3 separate regions of the Sus scrofa genome follow, and regions 2 and 3 are each linked to region 1. The links are chromatin contacts, called in public HiChIP or PLAC-seq maps. All regions are on one chromosome and are shown on one strand. The core of a region is the stretch at or near the end of the contact, and the rest is flanking DNA. Distances in the headings are between cores, read along the strand shown. Region 1 overlaps SLC26A9 (solute carrier family 26 member 9). Region 2 has its middle 35 kb from the start of RAB7B. Region 3 overlaps SLC41A1 (solute carrier family 41 member 1).

Evidence for each region. HiChIP or PLAC-seq counts read pairs in DNA pulled down with a chosen protein or histone mark.
Region 2: a contact with region 1 is called in an H3K27ac HiChIP or PLAC-seq map of alveolar macrophages, with 10 times the contacts expected there. The contact joins two enhancer-like sites. A contact is called at or near these places in 1 of 5 promoter capture datasets (liver), 28 of 47 Hi-C or Micro-C datasets (adipose tissue, alveolar macrophages, brain and 15 more) and 2 of 2 datasets of contacts at active chromatin or transcription factors (alveolar macrophages and skeletal muscle).
Region 3: an H3K27ac HiChIP or PLAC-seq map of skeletal muscle shows a contact between it and region 1. The contact joins two enhancer-like sites. A contact is called at or near these places in 6 of 47 Hi-C or Micro-C datasets (embryonic fibroblasts, epiblast stem cells, heart right ventricle and 1 more) and 2 of 2 datasets of contacts at active chromatin or transcription factors (alveolar macrophages and skeletal muscle).

What each region holds. Positions count from the first base shown.
Region 1 is chr9:66,561,663-66,565,667 of Sscrofa11.1, reverse strand. It overlaps SLC26A9 (solute carrier family 26 member 9), which reads left to right. Exons shown (of 21, transcript XM_021063285.1): 18 at 31-85; 19 at 1,711-1,856. Among named protein-coding and RNA genes, the nearest start is that of PM20D1, 13 kb to the right of the region's middle. Within about 2 kb of position 1,592, at least 11 of the 83 cell types and tissues checked have an H3K27ac peak or open chromatin away from gene starts, as enhancers often do. A contact at or near this core is called in alveolar macrophages and skeletal muscle, where this site is marked.
Region 2 is chr9:66,628,434-66,632,887 of Sscrofa11.1, reverse strand. No RefSeq gene overlaps it. Among named protein-coding and RNA genes, the nearest start is that of RAB7B, 35 kb to the left of the region's middle. Within about 2 kb of position 2,102, at least 1 of the 83 cell types and tissues checked has an H3K27ac peak or open chromatin away from gene starts, as enhancers often do. A contact at or near this core is called in alveolar macrophages, where this site is marked.
Region 3 is chr9:66,478,185-66,482,257 of Sscrofa11.1, reverse strand. SLC41A1 (solute carrier family 41 member 1) reads left to right here. Exons shown (of 10, transcript NM_001243667.1): 7 at 460-539; 8 at 1,659-1,793; 9 at 2,065-2,213. Among named protein-coding and RNA genes, the nearest start is that of SLC41A1, 17 kb to the left of the region's middle. Within about 2 kb of position 2,202, at least 4 of the 83 cell types and tissues checked have an H3K27ac peak or open chromatin away from gene starts, as enhancers often do. A contact at or near this core is called in skeletal muscle, where this site is marked.

The DNA of each region.
Region 1 (4,005 bases), core at 343-2,842:
CCCTACCCCACCCCCCTCCCCACCCCCCAGCTGAGCTCCACTTACAGGAAGATTGGTGTGCAGGTCTTCTTGGTGAACATTCATGGTAAGAGAAGGCGGATGGTTAGGAGACCAGGAGGCTGGTGAGGGAGTAGGGTAGGAACAGGTGGGGGGGGATGCTGAATAGCCAGGGGGGTGGAAATGAGAACACCCAAACGTTCTCCCAAACTACTGCCTGCTTGTAAGAGCTTCAGGCACGAGTCAGAAGGGACCACAGCTAGAGTATATAAACATCCTAGGGGTCTCAAAAACAGAGTGGGGATTGTGGAGTTAAGGACAATGATGGCGCTCCCGTGGTGGCTCAGTGGTTAGCAAACTCGACTAGCATCCATGAAGACATGGGTTCGATCTCTGGCTTTGCTCAGTGGATTAAGGATCTGTCATGAGCTGCATGTAGGTGGCAGATGCAGCTTGGATCTGGAGTTGATGTGGCTATGGCTGTGGCATAGACCAGTGGCTTCAGCTCCGATTGGACCCCTAGCCTGGGAACCTCCATATGCCATGAGTGTGGCCCTAAAAAGACAAAAAATATCAAAAAAAAAGAAAGAAAGGGAGTTCCCGTCATGGCTCAGTGGTTAACGAATCCGACTAGGAACCATGAGCTTGCAGGTTCGATCCCTGGCCTTGCTTAGTGTGTTAAGGATCCAGCGTTGCCATGAGCTGTGGTGTAGGTTGCAGACGCGGCTCAGATCTGGCGTTGTTGTGGCTGTGGTGTAGGCTGGCGGCTACAGCTCTGATTCGCCCCCTAGCCTGGGAACCTCCATATGCCGTAGGAGCAGCCCTAGAAAAGGCAAAAAGACAAAAAGACAAAAAAAAAAAAAAAGGACAGCTAGGGGAGTTCCCTGGTGGCTCAGTGGGTTAAGGATCCAGTGTTGTCACTGCTGTGGTATAGCTTCCATCCCTGGCCTGGGAATTTCCACATGTCACGGGTATGGCAACTAGGATTCTAATTTGCCCCACCAGTAACTTGCCACATATCTCCTTGGTCAGGTCACTTCATCTATCTAGGGATCAGTTGCCACCTTCATAAAATGAGGGGGTGGACCAGATGAATTTGGGTATCTTCTCTACAGTATAGTTAGATATACCATAACTATCTGGGGAAGATTCAGACACACAATTTTATAGGCACACAGCCTCCAAGGGGCACACATACACAGCCTCAAGGACATGCCAAGTGGCAGTGGACCTTCGCCTTGTTAGCATGTATACAGAGTGCAGGGATGTGGACACACAGCAGGTGCACACAGACACACAAGGGAATGGGAAGGGGCCCACACACACCCTGATTCCCTCTGAGGTCAGCGACTGCCAGCAGGCCTAGGCAGCTGCAGCTCCGCTCAGGGTGAGCGTCTGTACCGGCAGTGACCTGCTCTGTGTGTGCTCTGGAGTTAGAGCAGAGGCTCTCCCCCCCACCCCTCACTGGACACCACCCCCCAGATCGTTTAGCCTTTCCCTCTGGAATCACCGCAAACTACCAACTCCCTGAATCCAATTGCTTCCTTCTGCCCTGGGTTGAATGTTCAGCATCCTCGAGCTCGAGTTGCCCCCTGCTGTCCAGAACTGATACTGCAAAGCCTGCTCTCCCCTTCCCTCTCACCATCTTCCCCTGCCCCCAGCTCCAGTCCACAACGGGGTTACCTTTTGAAGGTGCTCTTTCCCTCTTTCCAGCCCAGGTGTACAATGACATTAGCCACGGAGGCGTCTTTGAAGATGGGTGTCTAGAGCGCGATCACGTCTTTCCCAGCATACACGATGCTGTCCTCTTTGCCCAGGCAAAGGCCCAGGAAGTGGCCCCAGGACATGCTTTCCGAGGGGTAAGATGTCTGTGCTTAGAGAACCCTGGGCCCCAGGGCACTGAAATAGCAGGACGGTTTGGGTTCCAACACCAATTCTGTCGTTTAACTTTTCTGGGAGTTCCCGTCAATCCTCAACTACGATCCATGAGGATGCGGGTTTGATCCCCGGCCTTGCTCAGTGGGTGAAGGATCCGGTGTTGCTATGAGCTGTGGTGTATGTCGCAGACACAGCTCAGATCCTGCCTTGCTGGGGCTGTGGCATAGGCTGGCAGCAGCACCTCTGATTGGACCTGGGAGCTTCCAAATGCCAAAGGTGCAGACCAAAAAAGCGAAAAGATAAATGTTTCTGAAGCTGTTTTCTTATCTGTGGAATGGCTACCCCAAGGTAATATTACCTAACTCACAGGATTTTTCTTTTATTTTGACTTTAGGATCATCTGATCATATTTTTTATGTCCCTTTCAAGAGTTTTGTATTATAAAATTCTTTACCAACATTAATTTCCAGATCACACAAACACCCAAAGCGTAGTAGGTTATGCCCAGAATTCTGGCACAGCCGACCCTCTCCTGCTCCTTCCCTCTTTCTAGAAGAAGCCTTGGAGAAGGGAGGGGAGTAAGCCTGCCCGTTTTAATTTAGCAGAGCTTAGAGATTTCAGACTGGTGATGGATGAAGAGTATGGCTCAGGGTTTTGTCTCAGCTTCTTGACATTTAATTTCCTAGCTCAGTAAGCGGTATGCAAATGAGCTACAAATAACACTGTCTACAAATAACACTCCAGAAAGCCCGGGAGGTAGAAAAATCCCATCCTGCTGGAGTCCTTGCCCAGGCCTCCCCAGCCAACCCCACCTCCAAGATTGCCCTCCCAGCTCATGCTGCCCTTGACCTCCCAAGACTCTGTGCTGTGCCCATGATAAAAAAATAAAATAACAAAAAACAATAACGAAAAAACAAAAAAACTCTTCTGCCCTCTGTGGGTCCTCAGAAAGTCTTTTCTGGCCCCAGGGCAACCACTTGCTCTTTGCTTTAAGAGACTGATAAAGGTGAAGCCATCTGTTCTAAGTGCTGAAAGCCTGCCCAAGGAAACACGGGGCCTGGCGCCAGCCCATGGCACACAGAGAGAAACTGTGTGAGAGCAAAGGCCTTTCTGGCCACATGCACCTCGTCGCCAGAGCAAAGAGGGAGATTCTGGAAGAATCCTCAGCATCCGTTATTGCACAAATAATGTCCAGTTACTACAGTGTAGATTTTTTTTTTTTTTTTTTTGCTTTTTAGGGCCACACTTGTGGCATATGGAGGCTCTCAGGCTAGGGGTCTAATTGGAGCTGTTGCCGCCAATCTACGCCAGAGCCACAGCAATGCCGGATCCTTAACCCACTGAGCAAGGCCGGGATTGAACCCCCATCCTCATAGATCTTAGTTGGGTTCGTTAACACCTGAGCCACGATGGGAACTCCGCTACGGTGTAGATATTCTTAAAAATTTATATTATACCCATTGTACATTTACATGTTACAGAATATATACACATATACGAATTACACACACACACACACACACACCCTTTTCAACAGTGCAGTGAAGGAGAACCAGCAAAGTGAGTTCGAGTACCCTCTTACAGATGAGGAAACAGACTTCCAGGGCGGGGAAACAGACCCCCAGGTCAGGCAGCTAGCCAGTCCTCCCCATAAGCTAGGTAACCCTCCCTGCCTCTGAGAGCCCCACTGCAGAGGCCGCCCCCGATGCACACCTGTCTGCTGTGAGGAAGAAGAGCACAGCTGGGCTGTATTTTGAGAGGCAAATGAGGGAGGCGAGGGAAGGGGCAAGAGGGTGAGTTGTGTCAGAACCTGTGGTCCCCCGGAGTTTCCGTCGTGGCCCAGTGGTTAGTGAATCCGACAAGGAACCATGAGGTTGCGGGTTCGATCCTTGGCCTTGCTCAGTGGGTTAAGGATCCGGCGTTGCCATGAGCTGTGGTGTAGGTTGAAGATGCGGCTCGGATCCCAAGTTGCTGTGGCTCTGGTGTAGGCTGGCGGCTACAGCTCCAGTTAGACCCCTGGCCTGAGAACCTCCATATGCTGTGGGAGCAGTCAACAAATGACAAAAAGACAGAAAAAAAAAAAAAAAAAGAACATGTGGTCCCCCCTCTCCCTCTCCCCTGGAGCCTGCC
Region 2 (4,454 bases), core at 853-3,352, 67 kb before region 1:
GGCATATGGAGGTTCCCAAGCTGGGAGTTTAATCAGAGCTGTAGCTGCCGGCCTACACCACAGCCACAGCAATGCCAGATCCAAGCCGCATCTGCGACCTATACCACAGCTCACGGCAATGCCGGATCCTTAACCCATTGGGCAAGGCCAGGGATCGAATCTGCATCCTCATGGTTCCTACTCAGATCTCAGATTCGTTTCCACTGAGCCATGACAGGAACTCCTGTTTCTTTCTTTCTTTTTCTAATTTAAGTGTAGTTGAGTTACAATATCATGCCAATCTCTGCTGCACTGCAAAGTGACCCGGTCATACATATATATATATATATACACACACATTCCCTTTCTTATATTATCTCCCATCATGGTCTATCCCAAAAGACTGGATATACTCCCCTGTGCTTTACAGTAGGACCTCACTGCTTATCCATTCTAAATGGAATAGGTTGCATCTATTAACCCCAATCTCCCAGTCCATTTCACTCCCTCCCCCTACCCCCTTGGCAACCCCAAGTCTGCCCTCCATATCTGTGTGTCTGTTTCTATTCTGTAGATAGGTTTATCTGTGCCATATTTTATTTATTTATTATTTATTTATTTTGTCTTCTTAGATTTGCACCCACGGCATATGGAGGTTCCCGTGTTAGGGGTCTAATCGGAGCTGTAGCCACTGGCCTACGCCACACCCACAGCCATGCCAAATCCGAGCTGCATCTTCAACCTACACCACAACTCATGGCAACGCAGGATCCTTAACCCACTGAGCGAGGCCAGGGAACAAACCTGCATCCTCATGGATACTAGTCAGATTCATTTCCGCTGAGCCACGACGGGAACTCTGTGTGCCATATTTTAGATTTCACATATAAGTGATATGGTATGGCATTTGTTTTTCTCTTTCTGACTTACTTCACTTAGTATGAGACTCTCCATTTGCATCCATGTTGTTGCAAATGGCATCATTTCCATCTTGTTGTGGCTGAGTAGTATTCCATGGTATATATGTACCACATCTTCATTCATTCATCTGTCAATGGACATTTAGGTTGTTTCCACGTCTTGGCTAATGCAAATAGTGCTGTGATGAACACATGGGTGCAAGTGACTTTTTGAACCATAGTTCTGTCTGGATATATGCCCAGGAGTGGGATTTCTAGGTCATCTGGTGGTCCTATATTTAGTTTTCTGAGGACCCTCCATACTGTTTTCCAGAGTGGTTGTACCAATTTGCATTCCCACCAACAGTGGCAGGACTTGTTGTGACTCATCATTTTAATACCAGCCCTCAGCATAGAAATGGATGCATAGTAGATGATAAATAAATACTGCAGAATATAATAGAACACAGCACAGCTCTTTTTAAAAAAAGCAATGAAAAGTTCTATGTAATCACATGGAACAGATATCTGAGATGTACTGCTGTGTGAAAAGGCAATGGCAGAATCATGGATAAAATATGCTAACTCTTCTATAACAAGAGGCTTAAATAAGACTTTAGGTTCATTTTTACTTATACACTGTACATAAAGAAAACTCTAGAAGGATGCAGAAGAAATGGATAAAAGTGGTTACCTTTCAAAAGGGGGACTGGGCAAGTGGTGTCAGGAGTGGGAGCAAGAATTTTTTTTTTTTTGTATAATTTTACACCTCGAATTTTGAAGTCTTTGAATGTATTACACAGTCAATCATTTAAAAGAAGGAACATGAATCTTGGTGGAAGAAAGAACAAACAGGGAGAAAAGCAAAGCTCCAACCAGAAACTAGCTGCATCCAGTTAGTCACGCCCTGTGGTCTTGAATCCAAGACTGACAAACTTGGATTCTGCTCCCAGACGGTAAACATCAGAGAAATCCCCCAAGCCCAGATGCTCTGGCCAAGACTCCAAGGCTCCTGGGGTGTGGGGAGATCCCTTCAAGTATAGGTTCTGCTTTGTCCTATAGGAGGATCCTGTCTCTAGGGATGCTAGCTAATAACTGAGCAAATATTTCCAACCTCAGAAGCTCAACTCTGGAGTTAACTGGCAAGTCTGTGCACTGCTCTGTGAATTACCATGTGAATGACTACACTTAAGGGTAGGAATTTCCTAAGGTTGATCTCAGGGTTTACCCGTTTGTCAACACCCTGGACCTCCTTTCCCAATACTGACCTCTGAAAAGACACTGCCCTAGCTTATAAGCTCCAAAGTAAACTTATAGAACAAGTCTGTGGCTATATTGCATACACAGGCCCTTTGACCCTGCAATCCCACCCTTGCACTTATGCAATGTTTACAGGTGCACCAGAGAATGTGATCAAGAAATTTCTCCCACAGCCAACATAACACTAAATGGTGAAAAGCTGAAAGCCTTCTTGTTAAATTCTGGAGCAAGCAAGGTTGCCCACTTTCACCACTAGTATTCAACATAGTATTGGAAGTCCTAGTCACAGCAATCAGACAAGAAAAAGAAATAAAAGGTATCCAAATCAGATGGGAAAAGGTAAAACTGTCACTATACGTAGATGACATGGTAATCTCCATAGAAAACCCTAAAGGCTTCACACAAAAACTATTAGGGAGTTCCCGTCATGGCGTAGCAGAACCAAACCCAACTAGGAACCATGAGGTTGCGGGTTCGATCCCTGGCCTCACTCAGCGGGTTAAGGATCTGGTATTGCCATGAGCTGTGGTGTAGGTCGCAGACACAGCTCAGATATGGTATTGCTGTGGCTCCGGTATAGGCTGGCAGCTGTAGCTCCAATTCGACCCCTAGCCTGGGAACCTCCATATGCTGCAGTTGCGGCCCTGAAAAGACAAAAGACCAAAAAAAAAAAAAAAAAAAAAAAAAACTATTATAACTGAAAAATGAATTCAGCAAGGTAGCAGGATACAAGATTAATACACAGAAATCTGTCTATTTCTTTATACTAACTATAAAATATCAGAAAGAGAAAGTTAAAAAAAATCCCCTTTAAAATTTCATTAAAAAAAAAAAAACAAACTAGGAATAAGCCTAACTGAGGAGGTGAAAGACTTATACACTGAGAACTATAAAACACTGATAAAGGAAATCAAAGCAGATTCAAGGAAATGGAAAGACATTCCATGTTCTTGCATTCAAAGAATTAATATTGTTAAGGTGGCCGTACTACCCATTGTGGTAGATCGCTTATCTACGGAGTCAATGCGATTCCTATTAAATTATTGTTTTTTTTACAGCACTAGAACAAATAAACCTAAAATTCATATGGAACCACACAAGACCCAGAATTGCAAAAGCAGTCCTGAGGAAAAAGAACAAAGCTGGAAGCATAATTGTTCCAGATTTCAGACATTATGACAAAGCAACAGTAATCAAAACAGCATGGTATTGGCACAAAACCAACATATAGATTACTGGAACAGAATAAAGAACCCAGAAATACACACATTTATGGTCAATGAATCATCCACAAAGGAGGTAAGAATATAGAGAGGAGAAAAGACACTATCTTCAGCAAGTGGTAACGGGAAAGCTGGACAGCTGCATGTAAATCGATGATGTTTGAACACTTTTTCACACTGCACACAAAAGTAAACTTGAAATGGCTTAAAGACTTAAATATAAGACATGACACCCTAAAACTCCTGGGAGAGAACATAGGCAAACATACTCTGATGTAAATTGTAGCAATGTTTTCTCAGTCAGTCTCCCAAGGCAAAAGAAATAAAAGCAAAAATAAAGAAATGGAACCTGATCAAACTTATAAGCTTTTGCACAGCAAAGAAAACCATAAACAAAATGGAAAGACAACCTATAGAATGGGAGAAAATATGTGCAAAAGATGCAACCAACAAGAGCTTAATATCCTAAATATACGAACAGTTCATACAGCTCAATATAAAAAAAAAACCTAATAAAAAAATGGACAGAAGACCTAAATAGATATTTCTCCAGAGAAGACATACAGGTGGCCAATAGGCATATGAAAATATGCTCATCACTAATTATTAAAGAAATGCAAATCAAAACTACAATGAAGGAGTTCCCGTCATGGCTCAGTGGTTAATGAATCCGACTAGGAAACATGAGGCTGCAGGTTCGATCCCTGGCCTCACTCAGTGGGTTAAGGATCCAGCGTTGCCATGAGCTGTGGTGTAGGTTGCAAACACAGCTCGGATCCCGAGTTACCGTGAGCTGTGGTGTAGGCCAGCAGCTACAGGTTTGATTTGACCTCTAGCCTGGGAACCTCCATATGCCACAGGTGCAGCCCTAAAAAGCAAAAAAAGAAAAAACCTCAAAAAACAAAAAACTACAGTGAAGTATCGTCTCATACAAGTCAGAATGGCCATGACAAAAAGACTACAAATAATAAATGCTGGAGAGGGTGTGGAGAAAAGAACCCTCCTATACTGTTGGTGGGAATGTAAATTTGTGCAGCCACTATGGAGTGTTCTCCATAGTATGGAGGGTCCTTAAAAAACAAAAAGTAGCATT
Region 3 (4,073 bases), core at 953-3,452, 84 kb after region 1:
GTCATCCAGTCACCTGGCTATCCCTGAACCAATCACTGCAGCGGTAGAGATGTGCTGCTCTGATTGGGTGGCCCCAGGCTTCACCATCCTCCCGGAGCAATGTCACCACAGTGACTGGAGTTCGGGAGAGGTGGTTCCCTGAGGAAAAGCGCAGCACTGTCACCAGAAGGGGAAATAAATACTGAGCAGGCAAAACAGCAGGTGGCTCCTCTAGACAAATAGGGGGGTGGGTGAAGGAGGCGTCTGCCTGGCCCAGCACCACCAGCTTGCTTGGGGCACTGTGCCAGTGTGAATGTCAGGGGCATCAGCTGGCTGTGGCCGGGAGACAAGGACTGGAAGCAGGGGACTCCCAGGAGCCACCTTGCTGTCCACAACCAGACGGGCCTGCGCCTGTCATCCTGGGACTGCAATAGAACCCTTCAGTGCTCTTTGTGTCATCTTGTCTTTGTGTCCATGTAGCGTGGGAGGCCTCATCCTGGACAAGACTGTCTCAGACCCCAACTTTGCAGGGATGGCTGTCTTCACGCCTGTGATTAATGGTGAGGTCTTGGCATCAGCTGCTGGGGGAAAGAAGAGGATGGGATCAGAGGGTCAGAGGGGGCCTCTGTGTCAGTCCAAGTTCTAGGAGGCAAGGAAGTCCCGCTCAGACAGTTCAAACTTTAATGAAGGAGTTCCCTTCATGGCTCAGTGGTCTGTGAACCTGACTAGGATCCATGGGGATATGGGTTCGATCCCTGGCCTCACTCAGTGGGTTAAGGATCCGACATTGCCATGAACTATGATATGGTCACAGACGTGGCTCAGATCTGGTGTTGCTGTGGCTGTGGTATAGGCCAGTGGCTACAGCTCCAATACACCCCTAGCCTGGGAATCTCCATATGCTGCAGGTGCAGCCCTAAAATAGAAAAAAAAAAAAAAAAAAAAAAAAAAAAAAAAAAAACTTGAAGAAGGCTTCCCACAGAGGTGGGAGCAGGGTAGAAGGACCCAGAGGTTCCTCGAGGGTCAAGGGGAGGAGGTGGTGTTTTGGGAGCTCAGAGAGAATGCTCCTCTGCCCCCCCCCAGGGGTTAACCTCTGCCAAAAAGCAGGGAGGGGTCAGGAAAGAAATGCCTGACCTCCCTCTCCTCCCACCCTCTCTGACTGTCTACTGGTTCCTCCCGATGAAGAGACCCAGTTAGAAGCAGCCAGCAGGGAGGCTGGTGATGCAGTCTGTAGAAGTTGGCTTCCCAGGGCTCAGAGAAGGCTGAGAAGGGCAGGGATAGGTTGGGATAAAGGGCAGAGTCATTAGCACAGTTCCTAGAAGAGGTACCAGAGTTCGGAGCTCCACCCTGAAACTGTTTGCTAGAACCCACACATGAGCATTGGGTATCTGGGTCCTTTGGAGAAAGGCTGAGGCAGACGGGCCCCGTGCCTTTGGCTGTGTGGCACAGCAGGTGCACACGCTGTACTGGTGGGTAAGTCAGGCTCCCTGAGTCCGCCTGTGTCCTACAATCAACCACACCGGTCAGTCCCAGTACATGGGACTGTCACATCTCCGTAGCAGGAAGATGGGAGGAGCCTGGAAGGAGGGGTGCCTTTGTCTTCCTCCTTAGTGTCTCCCGGGGCTGGTGAATGGCCATCCCCACCCCCGCCATGTCTCAGGTCTTACATGTCTCTGCAGGTGTTGGGGGCAATCTGGTGGCCGTGCAGGCCAGCCGCATCTCCACGTTCCTCCACATGAATGGGATGCCGGGGGAGAACTCTGAGCAAGTCCCTCGCCGCTGCCCCAGTCCTTGTACCACCTTCTTCAGTCCCGGTAATGCCAGAGGTCCTGCCCACTTGAGCTTCACGCTATCACTTTTGCAACAGCCGGAGCCCAGAGCTGTAGGCTCTTTTTTTCTGTTGGGCTCTAGATCCCAGCTGTCTTGGAGGGCAAAGCCCAGGCAGGAAGGGGCTGGGCACCACGGGATAGAGCTGTAGAGACAGTCCCCTGTCTGTGGCCCCAGAGTGTAGCGAGGTACCACCTGGCTGGGAAAGGCTCTCCTCCTCCCCTCCTCCTCCTCACACTGTCTCTCTCCTGGTCCCAGATGTGAATTCCCGCTCGGCCCGCGTCCTCTTTCTCCTCGTGGTTCCGGGACACCTAGTGTTTCTCTACACCATCAGCTGTATGCAGGGCGGGCACACCACCCTCACACTCATCTTCATCATCTTCTACATGACAGCTGCACTGCTCCAGGTACGGGCTGGTGGGGCATGGCGAGGGGCCAAGGCTGCCCTGCAGGGATGGAAGGGGACATTCAGGCTTGTCCTATCAGACATTCTGCCCCCTCTTTCTCTGTGACTGTGTGGCCAGTAAACACTGGGCAGGTTATAGTTCCAGCAAAGTCACTAATACACTGTGTGACTTTGGCGCCGTTGTTTCACTCCTCTGAGCCTCAGTGATCCATTTGTAAGTTGAGAGGAATGAACCGAGGGTGGGAGATTTCAGGCAGGTATGTAGCCTGGCCACACAGCTCCATGTGGCTCTGTTTATGTGCGGGCATTTCTTGGGAGATTTCATTTGAATAAAGGGTTTCACAGGAATTTCCTCGTGGCTCAGAGGCTAAGAATGCAGCACTGGTTGTCACTGCCGTGTCTTTGGTTACAGCTATGGCATGGGTTCAGTCTCTGGCTCGGGAGCTTCCACATGCCAAGAGTACAGCCAAAAAAAGTTTTCACAGCTTGGAAAAGTATCAGAACTACTGCCTTGCCATTCTATAATTCTAAGACACCTTCTCCCTGGTTTTCTACTATATTTTTTTCAATTTTTATTTTGAAATAATTACATGTTCACAAGAAGTTGCCCCCCACAATGTACAGAGAGATCGCATGTACTCTTCACCCAGTTTCCAACATCTTGCATAATTATAGCACAACATCAAAACCAAAAAATTGGAATTCCCTTTGTGGTGCAGTGAGTTGAGAATCCGACTGAAGCAGCTTGGGTCGATTCAGAGGCATGGGTTTGATCCCCAGCCCAGTGCGGGTTAAAGGATCCTGCATTGCTGCAGCTGTGGCATAGGTCACAACTACAGCTCAGATTCTATCCCTGGCTAGGGAACTTCCTTATGCCACAGGTGCAACCATAAAACAAACAAACAACAACAACAAAAGACAGGAAATCCACATTGGTACAATGCACAGATTGCACTTTTTTTTTTTTTTTTTTTTTTGTCTTTTTAGGGTTGCACCAGCAGCATGTGGAGGTTCCCAGGCTAGGCGTCGAATCGGAGCTGTAGCTGCCAGCCACAGCCACAGCCACAGCCACTCCAGATCCGAGCCACATCTGCAGCCTATACCCACAGCTCACGGCAACACCAGATCATTAACCCACTGAGCAAGTCCAGGGATTGAACCCGTGTCCTCATGGATGCTAGTCAGATTGTTTCCTCTGAGCCAGGACAGGAACTCCCAGATTGCACCAATTTTACATGCACTCCTGTGTATGCAGGCGTGTATAGTTCTGTGCAAGTCTATCAAATGTACATTCCTGAAACCATCACCACCATCAAGATAAACCATGGTTCCATCACCACAAGGCTCCTTCATACAACCCATTTATAGCCAGACTCACCCTCAGAATCACATTTTAGATGTCTGGATTTGTTTTTTGAATAGGTAATAAGAGTCACATAGTTCAAAAAATTTTTAAGGTTCATAGTGAAACTCAGCGAAAAGTCTTCTCTTCCCAGCCATCCCCACTTCTCTTCCTCACAGGCCACTGGTGTTATGTTTGTTTTCTTTCTTCCTTTCTTTCCTTCTTTCTTTTTCCGAGGTATAGTTGATTTACAATGTTATGTTAGGTTCTGGTGTACAGCAAAGTGATTCATATATATATGTGTGTGTGTGTATATATATATATGATTCCAGGTTATTACAAGATATTCAGTAGAGTTCTGTGCTATATAGTAGGACCCTGTTGTTTATCTAGATCTATTTCTTTTTCTTTTTCTTTTTTTTTTTTTGCGGTGGAGGGGGGTGCGCACCTGTGGCATATGAAAGTTCCCAGGCTAGGGGTCGGATCAGAGCTACAGCCGCCGGCCTACGCCACAGCCAC